3 separate regions of the Anas platyrhynchos genome follow, and regions 1 and 2 are each linked to region 3. Evidence: chromatin contacts called from public Hi-C data. All regions are on one chromosome and are shown on one strand. The core of a region is the stretch at or near the end of the contact, and the rest is flanking DNA. Distances in the headings are between cores, read along the strand shown.

Region 1 (4,865 bases), core at 1,368-3,867, 190 kb before region 3:
ATTGCATTTGTATGTTAAAATGGTTATCAACAGGCCATAGCCTGGGGCATTTGAATAAGAGCCTTTGCTTAAACATAGGTTTTATACTGCTGTGATCCACAGGACAATTTTTCTTGGCTGATGATGTGCCAGCACATCATAAATAAGGCACAGTACCAAAGTAGACTTGGCAGAATCACTTTGACCCAATCTCCGGCTCCCTGATTTTGCATTTGAAGCACAGTAGTACCAAGGCAGTGATGGAGCTGTAGATAGGTATCAATCAGCCCAGCAGGATATAGATTATGGATTTGATTGTGGCTTTTCAGAGTGCTTATGATTTCCTGTGAGCAATGTGCCTTAGGGAGGGGGAAGGTAAGAAATGGGACAGAACATGTCCCTCACTGATACCATCAATTCATGGGGTACCATGGATATTCATAGTATCAGTGAAATTGCTCAGCTTGTGTCTGGAGCAGCAAGCAGGTGTCAGTAAGGGAAGGCAGGAGCCGCTGTCCATGTTGCATATGGGCTCCTCTCCAGTGACTGGAGTCTGGTGTAGCTCAAACCTGCCTCTCCTCCACGTGCATAAACCACAGTGGCTCATTATGCCTCTTTCAAAACTAGTCTTCTTTCTCTCCACTTCTTCAATCTCCAACCCTATCTTCAGAAACTATCCCCATTTCTCTAGCACGCAGCTACAGTTTCCCCCTATTCTTTATTCTGGGAAATTGAAAGGTGCTGCCTCATCACGTTACCTCCTCCACAGAAACCAGACCTTTGCAATATAGAGGTCTATGGGAATTGCTGCACAGTGGTTTACTGCACACTGGAATAGCAGTCTGCTCAGGAAAAGAAGGAATATGGACAGACTGAAATGGTTTTCTTGGCTGAAAGGGGGGTGGTGAGTGGGGGTGGATGACATTTTTGGTAAACTGCTTGGAGGGAAATTGGCATTCTCTGAAATTTACTAGTGAGAGACCCCTCAACCACGATTTTCTCCCCTGAGGCCCTGTTATACAGAGGTACCAGTCTCTAGCTTGCAAGGGGAGGACTGCCATCTCGCGTGGAGCTGGAGTATAGCAGGAAATTTCTTCCCTGTTATCTCTGCAGCACACCAGTAAGCACGACCTCGGAGAGCTGGTGCCCCCTTCCTCTTCTCTTGGAGGCTGTAGTCTCCTGCTCATGCCGAGGTCGGCCTCTATCTTTATGTCTGAGAATGTATTGAATAGTCTCAGTGAAGTATGCCATAACAGGACTTTTCAACTTTCCTAAGACTGGCAGCTAGCATTTTAGGAAGGAAAAAAAAAAAAAAAAACACGCAGGTAAGCATTTTTGTTCAAGTAAGCACTACAATCACTCCAGTATAATTACTAGCTTTTGGTAAAAAAACCTGGCTTTCAAAGGTGTATGCAGAATTTTGTGCTGTAGATCTTTATCCTTCCGAGTGTTTACACCTATATGCAGTTAAATCAACAGACTTATTCTATACTGTAAAATGAGTTTATGAATTAGGTGGACTACTCTGCCAAACACTGTGAGTTGAAAATACATCCTACCATCACCTTTTTAATGGATGTATCTCCTCACAAACTGCATGTGTTCAAGAGATCAAACATTTTCAGAGGCATTTTCAAGATATCACAAAAACTGTATCTGCAAGTTTTTAGAAAGACCTGAAGTAAATTTAAGTAATTTTCTATATTAGAAAAAAAAATATATATTTTTCTTCTTTATCTTTCTCCTGTTTTTGCCTTGTCATTAAAAAAAATAAAGGAGGGTCATCATGGAGATAACACAAAAAATTATTCTGTGAGAAAAAGACAGCTTCTTCTCAGACATTAAAAAAAATAATAATAATAATAAAAAAGTATGTATTTAGAAAACATACAAATACTGACAGCAAGAATCATTGTCAGGTTAAGACATCAGCAGATGTGAGAATTTTAAAATGACAGGCACTGCTGAGAGTCAGATTCATAGAAAAGTCCAGGTTGGACAAGACTGTGATCACCTGGTCCAACCTTTCATGGTAAAAGCAGGCCCTGTACAAGATTGTCTAACACTGTGCTGCCAAACCTTGAAAGTGCCCCTAGAAGTCTCTGTGAGGCTGAGTTTGAGGTGCTGTATTGTCGAGCAGGCTGGTGTTTGGCTCTTTAGTGATACTCTTCAGTCCTGTAAGAAGAGTCCTGGGGATCCTACCCAGTATTTCTATCAGTGTGTAAAACCTAACTGGCAGGGCATATGTTTTACCTATACACTTTTTGAAATTATGAAAATTTGATTTATTGGGGTTTGAAAGTCAGCCTTTAATTGTGGTTGGCGATGCCATGAGAACATCCCGGTACTTTAGGAAAGGCAGAGTACGATGAGTGAAACCCTGCGTGTTAAACCCTTCTGGCTCCCTTCTCTGCGAGGTTTGTGCTTTACACCTGGACGCATCACACCTGAGCTGGGGTCGTGCTTGACGTGTGGGTGTGCTTGACGTGGGGAGGGGACGGGCATACAGACAGAAAGTACAGGTAGAAGGCGAAAGGGGAGGACGCCGGTGTCCGCCCCGCCGCCTGAGGCGTTCAGCGGCCGCCTTTCTGCTGCCACCCGCGGGGCGCTCACTGCAGCTCCGCCCGCGGCGCCCAGCAGCCGGGGAGGCCGCGGCCCAGCCCCGCTCAGGCGGCTCGGCTCGGCTCGCCTCGGCTCGGCCCGGCCCTGCCCCGCGTCCCGCCCGGCTGCGGCGCCCAATCGGCGGCGGGGGGCGGCGGGCGCTGACCTCCGGCGGCTCGGAGCGGCGCGGCCCGGGGACGAGCGGCGCCTTCCCCGCGAGGTGAGGCGGGGCCGGGCCCGCCGCGGCCTCCCCGGCTGCGTGCGGCGGGGCCGGCCCCCAGCGAGGGGCGGGCGGGGCCGGACGGGGCCCGGCGTGGGGCTGGGGCTGGGGCTGGGGCTGGGGCTGGGGGGCCCCGGGCGGGGTCGGGCTCGGTGGGGTCGGAGGTGCCCCCCCCTCCGTGCTAGGTCTCACCCGGCTTGTCTCTTCCGCGCTGCAGGGCGAGATGGGGTTCATCTTCTCCAAGTCCATGAACGAGAACCTGAGGGCTCAGCAGGAGTTCATGCTCATGAGCTCGCGGCTGCAGGTAACGCACAGGCGGCTCTGCCCTCGGAGGGCACCGCTCGGAGCTGGGCTGGGGGCGCCAGGCGCTGGGCAGACCCCTGGAGCCCCGCTGAAGCACCCCATTGTAAAGCTGTGTGAACATGTGAAACCGAGCCAACAGCAGGGTTAATGAGAGACAGACCCTGGTCTGTTAAAATATGCGAATAAAGCGTGCTTCAGCTCTCACTGTACAAACTCAAGCAGCTCTCTTCAGGTTCAGGAGCTGCAGCCATGCCACGTTCCTAGGAAGCCACCACGAGGCTTTTCGTTTGTTCTAGAAACCTGAGAGTAAATAGGGACTATGGGATCACTTACCCCCTTTGCATAAAATAGTAAAAGGTCAGATGAAAAAGAGAAGGAAGAACAGTTTGACTAAAGTTCAGAAAGCTAAGCTGAATAGGTGTTACAATGTAGCTGGAGTTACAGCTTTCAGATTTGTTGCCAGAATTTGTGCTCTGCAACTTGTTCCCATCCTAGACTACAGCATTAGTAGTGCCATCCCAGTAGACTTAACTGGAGTTTGTCACTTTAGTTTTGCTTTTAAGTTGAATGCAGGTAAATTTAAAATGTTTAAAGTAGTGATGGTTGAATTTCATCTTCATTAAATTGTCAGTAGGTGGCATACTCGTGTTCAAAGCTGCTGAGGTACATGCTGATCATAGGTTTTGTAAGGTTGCATTTAAACTGAACTCTGGAAGTGACACCAGAAATGTGGCTAGGAAAGAGAAAGCATAAAAAAACAGTGTAGCAAAATACTAGATAACTGACTTCTTGCAAGATTTGCAAAAATCACTTTTGTCTGTGCTGGATTATGATTTTCTCAGATGCAACTGCAAGATTTGTGTACGGTTTGGTGTTTTTTTTTGTTTGTTTGCCTACAGAGGTAGGGCCTTCTACTCCTGGAGCTTTTGGAAATCCAAATGGTGGAAATGCGTTTAGTTTCAGAGAATGATGTTGAAGTTAAAGTGAAGGCTTGTTTCATGATCTGCTTCTCTGCTGTGCAGAATGACAAATAGAGTTGAGAAAACAACTTGAATTCAGTCTAGCTCTTGTAAGGTGCTGGGGGCTTTGGCAAGCACTATTTGGCCTTTTGACCCCAGGTGACTAACAACTCTAGTTCTAGCCCAAATGCTCACACTAACATCAAAAATCAACATTCTTAGAGTTATGAAAAAAATCCCTTTCACGATCACACACAAACACTTTGCAAGTCACTCTTTAGGAATTCTCCCTGTGCAGCAATTCATCTTTTTGAAAATGCCATTAGGCAACATAGTAGGTTTATTTCTAACAGCACAAATACCTGAACATTTATACTATGTTTGCAGACACATAGTCCATGTTAGAAAACCTGCGTCTATTACAAATGCATGCAATGGTCAGTTATGTCAGGTGCAAATGATGCAGTGGGCTCAAGGGGAGAACTATATGTTGTGTCAAAAGGGATGGAAAAAAAGTAATTCTGCTCTGAGCTTAGGGAGAAAGAAGACTGCCATTTGTCTTTTGCATGTGTGAGTAAAGTGTGAGTAAAACCTGTGATCTCTCTGGAGTCCAGTGTTAGACAAACTGCTTTCAGGTTGTGTGTGGAAAACAGTATAGCCTGATACATTTGCTTTTGGAGAGAAATTGTAACTAGGAATTCACAGAGAAGTTAAGCTGTGTTAGGACCAGCATGAAATAGGTTACCTTAAAACATTAGATATTTGCTCATATATTTGAATTTGGATGCTGTCAGTTCTCCCAT
Region 2 (4,317 bases), core at 378-2,877, 250 kb before region 3:
AACAAGTGAATTCTTCCAGCATCCTGCCTCTTGCCAATTATACCTTGTTTAACATTTCAAAACAAGCCCAAACTTGTAACATAATGAAGGCAGTCCTCAGAAACCAACCATAAAGCAAACTGCCTTCTGGACAATAGCACACATATAGAAGCACTCTACAAGCCCGTCCTCATTTATATATTTTCCCAGAAAAGGTCATCAATTGTGCTTTGTTGACAGCTACAACTACAGCTTTGACAGCTGGAAGACTGTGTAATTTACCTACAGTAGGTGCCATGAAGCTCAGGGAACGCAGGCCACGCGACGCTGTTCACACAGCACAGTTACTGGGCTGACACTCCCTGACCGGATACTTGTCAAAGTTAAGAGACAGCCACGGCAGCAACCCACCCAGGAACCAATTATCAGCCACGCAGAGCACAGCAGAAGGCCAAGTGATGAAACCTCAGCATAAATCAAAACAGGGTTTTGAGGCTGTGACTGTTGTTTGATACCTTTCTATAGCAGCTTTCTAAAATTGGATTTTTACTTTTCTCTGAAATCCGAGATGAACTCTGAAAATCATCTGGAGACGGAGATATTTTTAGACAGAGAGGGAATCTAATTAGGGCAGTATTTTAGAAGATCCAGCGTCAAAATTTGAAGTCAGCACCGCAGCTGTTTCATAAGACTGCGTCAAACCAAGCTGACAAGCAGCACTTCCACGCTCCCAAGCCAATTCAGAGCTCACTTAACGCAACGCATCCGATGCCAGTCACACACGGTCCCGGAACAACAACAACGGGGTGCTGCTGGAGCAGCGGCTCCCAGCCAGCAGCCGCCTCAGCCCTTACGGCGTTCAGGGCCACAGCAACGTATCCCACCTGCAATCGCAAAAAGTTATTTAACTTCTCAGGGGTTACGTAACGGCGCGGCGCTACAGGTGGCTCTGCCTTGCCAGCAGCAGGTGCTGGGCGTGTTTCACATCTGTGGTGTGTGTGTGTGTGTGTGTGTGTGTGTGGTTTGGTATAATGTGTAAAGATGAAGACAAAACGCACAGAGCACGCCTGCACAACCTGCGTTGCTATGAGCATCAAGCTGGCCCGCCGCTTCACTTCGAGGCTTAAAAACAAACAAATAGATAGATAAATAGATAGATGAATAGATAAATAGATAGATAGATAGATAGGCTGGGTAGGAGCCTGGGGGGGGGGGGGTGTTCCCGTGGCCGCACTCACCCGGCAGTACCAGACGCTGAGCTGGGACGGGGCCAGCACGGCGAAGAGGGCTCTCTGCGGGTCGGTGCGGATGTGGACGGGCGGCTCGGGGCCCTGCAGCGGGCACAGCAGCCGCCGGGGCCAGCCGCTGAGGAAATACATGGCGGCGGCGGCGGCGGCGGGGGCCTGCGGGGCGCGGCGGCCTCTGGCCTAGGCGGGGGGCAGCGGCGGCGGCGGCGGCGCCCGTCAGCTGCGGGCGGTCACTGCTCCGAGCGCGGCCGTGCCGGCTGCGGGGCCCCCCGCTGCGGCTCCTCGCTGCCGCCCGTGGCTCGCCCGCCGGCTGCCGGCGTCGCTGCGCGGCCCCAGGCGGCCGCCGCCATCTCCCTGCCGCCCGCCCCCCGCTCGCTCGCGGCGCCCGGGCGCTGCGCGGCGGAGTGAGGGGGGAGGGGGGGGAGCAGGGGGCGGGGCCGGCAGCGCGGCCGCACATTGGCCCCGCCGCCGGGCCCCGCGCGGATGTGGCGTCAGGAGGCGGGGGAGGGGGGGAGGCGCCCGCCCCCCGGGGGCTCCGTGTGCGGAAAGGGGAGGGAGGGGGAGCGGCGGGGTGCGCATGCGCGTGGGGAGGGGGGGAGGGGGGAGCTCGGTGTGACCAGCCCCGAGCAGAGCAGGCTGAGGGGAGGCCTCATGGCGGCCTGCAGCTCCCTCACGAGGGGAGCGGAGGGGCAGGCGCTGAGCTCTGCTCTCTGGGGACAGCGACAGGACCCGAGGGAACGGCATGGAGCTGGGACAGGGGAGGGTCAGGCTGGGGGTTAGGGAAAGGGTCTGCACCCAGAGGGGGTCAGGCACTGGGACAGGCTGCCCAGGGCAGCGGGCACAGCTCCGAGCCTGAGGGAGCTCAAAAAACATTTGGACAACGCGCTCAGACACAGGGTCTGATTTCTGGGTGGTCCTGTGGGGTCCCAGGAGTTGGACTCAGTGATCCCTGTGTGTCCCTTCCAACGTGGGCGCTCTGTGGGTCAGTGATTCTGTGACGAGATAAACCTGGCAGCAGCAGGGCTGGCACCAGCTCCTGTCGCTGCAGCTGTGTTTGGGGGTTCGTGGACAGGAGGAGTGCAGGTGGAGGGAGCAGCCGCACCTGCAGTGTGTGTGCAGCAGGGTGGTTTTGGCACTGAGTTTCTGGCAGGTGCTGTCCCAAGCGTTTCTCCCACCAAGTGATGAGTTAGATTAAGGAACTAACCCATCTGGAAATTATGTGTACATGTATATCTTTATATATTTCTCTCTCTTTTTTTTTTTTTTCTTTTCCCTCTAGGTTATTTTTCAGCCAGCACCTGTTCCCTCTTCTTGTTTCCAAAATTGTCCAAGTGTTTTTATACACACCTTAAGGAGAGAGCAGGAGCATGTGGTGAGAAGGGTGAGAAGTGGAAACTGCCAGAGCTCAAGGTAGCTGTAGATATAGTGACAGGTTGATTAGTCTCTTGTAATTGGAGATTAAAAAAAAATAAAAATAAAAATGAAGGAATATCATAGAAGATGGAAGAGAAGTGACAGTAAGTGTTCATGCCATTGCAAGGTCAGGTCATGTGTTGTAAAGATACGGCCATGCATAGAAATAATTAGGGAAACTTATCAAACAACTCTTTCTGTTCAGTAACCTACTCAACCACTCTCTCCTGCTGCAGCAATTCCTCTGCACTGTGGTGTACCAAAACAGGTAAACATGTCTAACTGCCTCCGTATTAACAAGTTACCTTCAAAGAATGTGACTTGTCCTCACACATAAGCTCTGTTCTCTCCTATCATCTTTTCTTGGCAGTAAATCATAGAATTACAGAACGGTTTCAGTTGGCACAGACCTTCGAGACCATCTCATTCCAACCCCCTGCCCTGGGCAGGATCTTCTCCCACCAGACCAGGTTGCCCAAAGCCCCATCCAGCCTGGCCTTGAACACTTCGGGTATGGGGCATCCACAGCTTTTCTGGGCCCTCACTTCCAGTGCCTCACTATCTTGTCCAGGTCCCTCTGGATGGCATCCCTTCCCTCCAGTGTGTCAACCGCACCACGCAGCTTGGTGTCATCGGCAAACTTTCTGAGGGTGCACTGGATCCCAGTATCCATGTCGCCACCAAAGATGTTAAGTAGTGCCAATCCTTGTACTGACCCCTGAGAAATACCACTCGTTACTGATCTCCACCTGAACACTGAGCCATTGGCTGCAACTCTGTGATCATCCAGCCAGTTCCTTACCCACCAATTGGTTCACCCGTAAAAACCATGTTTGTCCATTTCAGAAACAAGGATATGCAAGACTGTCAAGTGCTCTGCACAAGTCCAGGTAGGTGATGTCAGTTGCTCTTCCCCTCTCCACCAATGCCATAACCCTATTGGAGAATGCCACCAGATTTATCAGGCACAGTCTGCTCTTACTGAAGCCTTGCTGACTATCACCAATCAACTCCTTCTTTTCCATGTGCAAATGTTTGTGTTCCTGTACAAATACCATGTTCCAGCTGAAGTCAGTCTGAATGCAGACATGAAGAGGAATGAGTTTTCATGATGTATGTTTTAGAGCTGAGGAAAAAAAAAAAAACTAAGATCCGTTGAAAAGATATGTACTAAGGAAGCAATGCATCAAGATATTTCTTATCCTTGATCTCTAAGTAGGTAACTTGTAAATGTCTTGTCATCAAATTCCCACCCCTCAGACAGATGCCAGTCAGCGCTTCTGCTACCAACATCCTCTTTGATATAGGCTCTTCCCTGAACCCCTTTTGGACTGCTTTTCTGATAACCAGCCTCCTAAATTAATACATCAGATTAATTAAGAGGATTAATTAAGAGCATAGCAGCAACTCATTTGTTAACTTCCTTTCTGTTCCTGGTATTAGGAAATAAATGCCATGAAATACACCCCGAAGGATAGGTGTGACTTTTAGAATCAACTTTCTTCTGGATTAATTACATTTTTCACCTTACTTAATGAAAGGAAAGTACAGACAAACTTGACAAAGAAAATTCACACACACAAAATAACAATAATTAAGAGACCTGCATGTGTTCTGTAGCTCCTCGTAGCTTTTTCGTTAATGCTACAGTGTTGTAACGCAAATGTATGCATAGGAG
Region 3 (4,791 bases), core at 210-2,709:
ATCACTAAGGAAGTTCTATCTGACTTCTTAGACAATACTCTGATTTTTCTTTCCACATAAGCTTTTAGGATGCAATGAACATTTAAACAAAAGAGCAACTTGCAGACATTACAGTTTGTTAATATTTGCCTAATACTGCTGATGCACCAGTCACACAACACTGGTTCTGCTTTCTGTCCTGATAATTTCTAAACACAAAGTTTGTATGGCAGCAGTGGGACCTTTTCCAGTGCAAAAACCCGTCCTTGTGAACATGTTTCCCTCTTGGAATGCAAACTTATGGAAAAGCTTTCACCACAAATACTCTGGTCGTGAAAAGCTGAAAGAAGCACATGTTAAATTACCAATATAGATTAAGGTTTGCTGGTCTTTTTCTGTTATGGCCATACCTTACATGATTCAGTCCATGCTTGGAAAAGCACCTCCTACAAATTTGGCAAAAGCCACAAACTTCAGCACCAAACTTTTTGTGGTAGTAATAAATACTTTGACTCTTAGTATACATTAAGTCAAGTACATATGAACACTTTGGCAGCTTTAGGGGACTTTAGGTGTGAACCGAAGCCTGCTCAGGAGGCAGAGCTGCATCAGTGCCGCTCTCACCCGTTCTGAACCTCGCACCTTACCCCAAAATGGACCGAGAGGCGACAGCCAGCCCTCCTGCTGCTGCCACCCTGCGAGCCTGCATCGGGTGTTAGCTGCTGGTGATGCCCCGCTCAGTGCAAGCACTGCACCCGCCGTCTGGCGGGCCCCATCCTCCCAGACACAGCTCCACACGCTCTCAGCACTCACACAAACCAGCCAGCAAAGCCCAAACGCAGCTTCTTACACCGACACACACCTCGGCGGTGCCTCTGCCTCGCTGCCCATGGCACCGCCCGGGGGCATCCAGCGTGGGGGCGACGGGGGCCGGAGCGCAGGTCCCCGAGCAAGGCTTCCCTCGGAGGGATGCACGTGGCTGCAGCCAAGCGCCTGCCCTGCCCTTCCCATCCCTTTCCCTGCCCATCCCATCCCTTTCCCTTCCCTTCCCTGTCCCCGCCGCCCTCGGGCACACCCCCCGAAGCCCAGCACCCCGCGGCCACGCAGCCTCACCCCACCCCCGGCACCCCCCGACGTGTCCGGGGCACCCCCGGCTTTCACCCCCCCGGGGCTCTCCGGGAGAAGCCGGGACCACCCCCCCCACGTCCCCCAATCCCCCCGCGCCCTGCCCCGGGGCTCACCGCGGAGCCCGGGGTCCTCCTCCCGGGCGCGGATCTTGCGGATCTTCAGCGGCCGCCCGCTGAGCGTGGCGAGCACCAGGCGCTGCCGCAGGAAGTTGCAGCCCGCGTAGCTGAGGCAGTGCGAGGAGGAAGAGGATGAGGAGCCGCCCGCCATGCCGAGCCCAGCACAGCCCGGCCGGTGCCGGTGCGGGTGCCCGCGGAGCCCGGCGCGCCCACGTGGTTGGGAACAGGAAGCGCGGGGACAGCGGGGAGTCAAAGGGCGAGGGGCGGGGCGGCTGCGGGGCGGTGGCCGCCAGGGGGCGGCTTTTGGGGCGGGGCGAAACCCCCTCAGCCCTCAGCCGCCTGCCCCGCCCCGCCGCTGCCTCAGTTAGTTGGGCGGTCGCTGCGATGAGGAATTGGGGTTCGGATCGACCCCGAGCAGCCCGGCCCCTGTGGGGGGCGCCTCAGGTCCCCGGTGAAATGGGGTGTACCCGGGGTGCGCTCCCTAGATGAGGGAGGGTTTGTTGCTGGGAACACGTTCTGGCAGACTTCATGTATCTGTCTATTTATTTACCCCCGGTAATTTGTCACTGGCTGTCCTAAGGGAAACTCATCGAACAGCAGGGTCTGATTTCCAATCTTCTGTTCGTGCCATTCCCTTAACTACAGGGGTAGAGAGCAGCTGTCCTGAAACAGGAGTCCGAGTAAAGCTTTACTCAGCTGAAGCAAGGGTTTTAAAAATCCGTGTTTTAAGAGGAGCATGCAAGGGTGACAGAGTTAATTGCTGGGCAACATTTATGTGTGCAGGGAAGAAAGCCCCTCGTGTTAAGTGAAAAAGAGCAAGAGCGATCTGACAGAATACCCCTAGCTGAAAGCACCCACAAGGCGGTGTTTTCCAAAGATGTGTTCTGTGTCTCCCTCCCGTGCACGAATTCATGTCAGACCTCACTCCTGAGTAAATGCAGCTTATGTGTTGCTGTGGATGAGGTCAGGTTGCTGCCAGCAAGCAGGGATGCACCAGGAGCTGTGGGTGATCACTGCACAGCCTGCGCCCTGCCCTCACTGAACAGGGCACCGTGGTGCAGCATTGAGCATGGTGGGCGGCACGGGGCGCTGGGTCCACTGACAGGATCCATCTAGCAGGTCCAGTTACAAAGAGGATGGGGTAGTGATAAAGCTGCACCATAACTCTGAGGAGATAAGACAGGACTGGTGTCATGCCAGGATATGGGACTGGAGGTAGTTAAATCGACAATGTACTTTAGGCAAGGAACTAAAGATCAGGCTTGAGCTTAACTGGAGCTCCCAGGCCAGTAGGCAGAGACTACTGGTGAAGATGTTGAGAGTGATTAACACCTGTTGGTGCACGTAGGATCCCAACAATTGTCCTCAACACCTGGAGTGAGAAATGCAGGCCCTAGAAAGCAATTCTGCTTCTGATTTTCTTTTGTGCAGTCCTTGCACAAAGTCAAGGTCTTCTCTCTTGCTTCTCCTCCTCCATCAGCAAAGAGGCTGGGTGTCTGCAAGAAGTTGGGAGGGGAAAGCCAGGACAGCTGACTCCAACTGACCAAAGGGTTATTTCATACCATATGACATCATGCTCAGCAATAAAAATTGGGAGGAGAAAGAAGGGATGTTTGGAGTTGTGGTGTTGCTCTTCCCAAGTAACCATTACATGTGATGAAGACTATTTACACGGATGAACATCTGCTAATGGGAAATAGTAAATGACTTTTATTTTGCTTTGCTTGCATGCACAGCTTTTGCTTTATCTATCAAACTGTCTTTATCCACAGTTTTTCTCACATTTACCTTTCCAGTTCTTTTCTCCATCTCACTGGGCAGAGAGGAAGTGAGCACATGTGTGGTGTTTAGCTACTTTACCAGGATTAACACAGAGCAGTATGGAAATTGCATTGCAGTTACTTGTCTGCAGAATTTCAGCTGTGAAATGAACAATTTTATATGGTTAAACTTGGATTATTACTGAATCTTGCAGTGAGCATGCATCCCAAATCATAGACTTGTTCCTGAATGAACATGCTGTGATAATTTTAAATTTCTGTCTTTGATATTTTAACATTCAGATATATGCCGTTTTCTACTTTTAAGCCTGCAAATGTTTTTTATACATCTGCATTTATTTTTGTATGCTTTCACAGAGTCACATACCTCATATTGATGTTGGAAGAGACCTCTGGAGGTCATCTGGTCCAACCCCTCTGCTCAGGTAGGGATACCTAGAGCCAGTTGCGCAGGACTGTGCCCAGATGGTTTTTGAAGGTCTCCAAGGACAGAGACTCAACAACCTCTCTGGGCAACCTGTGCCAGTGCTCCATTACCTAGACAGTAAAGAAGTGTTTTGTGATGTTCAAATGGAGCCTCTTGAATTCTGGTTTGTACCCACTGCCTCTTGTCCCGGTGCTGCACACCACTGAGAAGAGCCTGGCTCTGTCCTATTTGCACCCTCCATTCAGGTAATTGAATAAATTGTTGAGACCCCCCTGAGCATCCCCAAGCCCTGATCCCCCCTTCTCTGAGCTGAGCTGAAGAGTCCCAGCTCTCTCAGCCTTTCCTCACAGGAGGGGTTCTCCAGTCTTCCTATGTTGAAAATGCGGTCATTCAGATCTTAAAACCTCTGGCTAAAGCATTTTGTTCAAAGCTGAAGTGCTAGTTAAAAACAAATAAACAGAAACCTGAGATGCATTTGTCATTTTGAAGAGGCTATTGGAAAAAGTCAATTGCTTGTAGTAATAAAAGTTCTCGTCTTTCTGTAAGCTCAAAGTGGAATCCATTTTTGTATCAGCACAAAATGCAGTACTTTAACATCATTTTTATTTATTTATTTTTATTTTTTTATTTTTTTATTTTTAAATCTTCTTCAAATATTGCTATCCAGGTCAAGAGATCTGAGTTTACAATCAACTGCTATTATTATTTATAAAGATGAAATCTGTTTCAAGTAAACCTGTACTATCTAGATGATGGCCTATTTTTCTACAATAATCATGCTTCTCAGAGTTTTTTTTTTCCTTGATGTCCCTTAAAGTGCTGATGGTTTCACTATCTATGGTATCTTCTCCCGCTCTTCATGAATCGTCTCTATAAGGAGTGAAGAATGACTATAACTTGGATTGTTGTACAGAAACTGTTTATTCTTTTTGACAGCTATCACCTTCCAAAAACAAATTACAGCTTCTTTGAAAGGAGCTGTAACAGAAAGGAAAAGCCCGTCATTATATCAAACAAACTCTGTTAAGAGAGGTTAACAGTGAGAGGGTTGACAGTTCAGAAAGCAAGTACCTAACACAGTACTTTAATCTTGGTGTAGATTTGAAAGGCAAGAATATAAGGCAGTATATATTATACCCTGTAGGTACTCTTCAAGTCCAGTTCATTTTGATTTGATTGGTGTGTAATCTAAAGTTTAAATCAGTTGTTCAACTGTTTGGATAGTTGTTTTTCAAATAAGTAGTAAATTATGCTAGTTGTAAAGCATATTAAATAAACATTTGAGACTTTGGGGAGAGCTGTATATAAGAATTTTTGTTAAAGTGTTTAAAATTATCATGTTGTAAGGGAGGAATACTGT

The links. Hi-C and Micro-C count contacts between places; a contact is called where the count stands out from the background.
Region 1: a Hi-C map of subcutaneous adipose tissue shows a contact between it and region 3, with 3 times the contacts expected there. The contact joins the promoter of PLGRKT here to the promoter of RCL1 in region 3. A contact is called at or near these places in 3 of 8 Hi-C or Micro-C datasets (liver, skeletal muscle and subcutaneous adipose tissue).
Region 2: a Hi-C map of skeletal muscle shows a contact between it and region 3, with 2.4 times the contacts expected there. The contact joins the promoter of RIC1 here to the promoter of RCL1 in region 3. A contact is called at or near these places in 2 of 8 Hi-C or Micro-C datasets (skeletal muscle and subcutaneous adipose tissue).

The regions. Positions count from the first base shown.
Region 1 is chrZ:30,323,498-30,328,362 of IASCAAS_PekinDuck_T2T, reverse strand. It overlaps PLGRKT (plasminogen receptor with a C-terminal lysine), which reads left to right and starts at 2,617. Exons shown (of 5, transcript XM_027446738.3): 1 at 2,617-2,800; 2 at 3,018-3,104. The coding sequence starts at 3,024.
Region 2 is chrZ:30,381,618-30,385,934 of IASCAAS_PekinDuck_T2T, reverse strand. RIC1 (RIC1 homolog, RAB6A GEF complex partner 1) reads right to left here and starts at 1,627. Exons shown (of 26, transcript XM_038170021.2): 1 at 1,218-1,627. The coding sequence starts at 1,358.
Region 3 is chrZ:30,133,975-30,138,765 of IASCAAS_PekinDuck_T2T, reverse strand. RCL1 (RNA terminal phosphate cyclase like 1) reads right to left here and starts at 1,459. Exons shown (of 10, transcript XM_038170537.2): 1 at 1,221-1,459. The coding sequence starts at 1,374.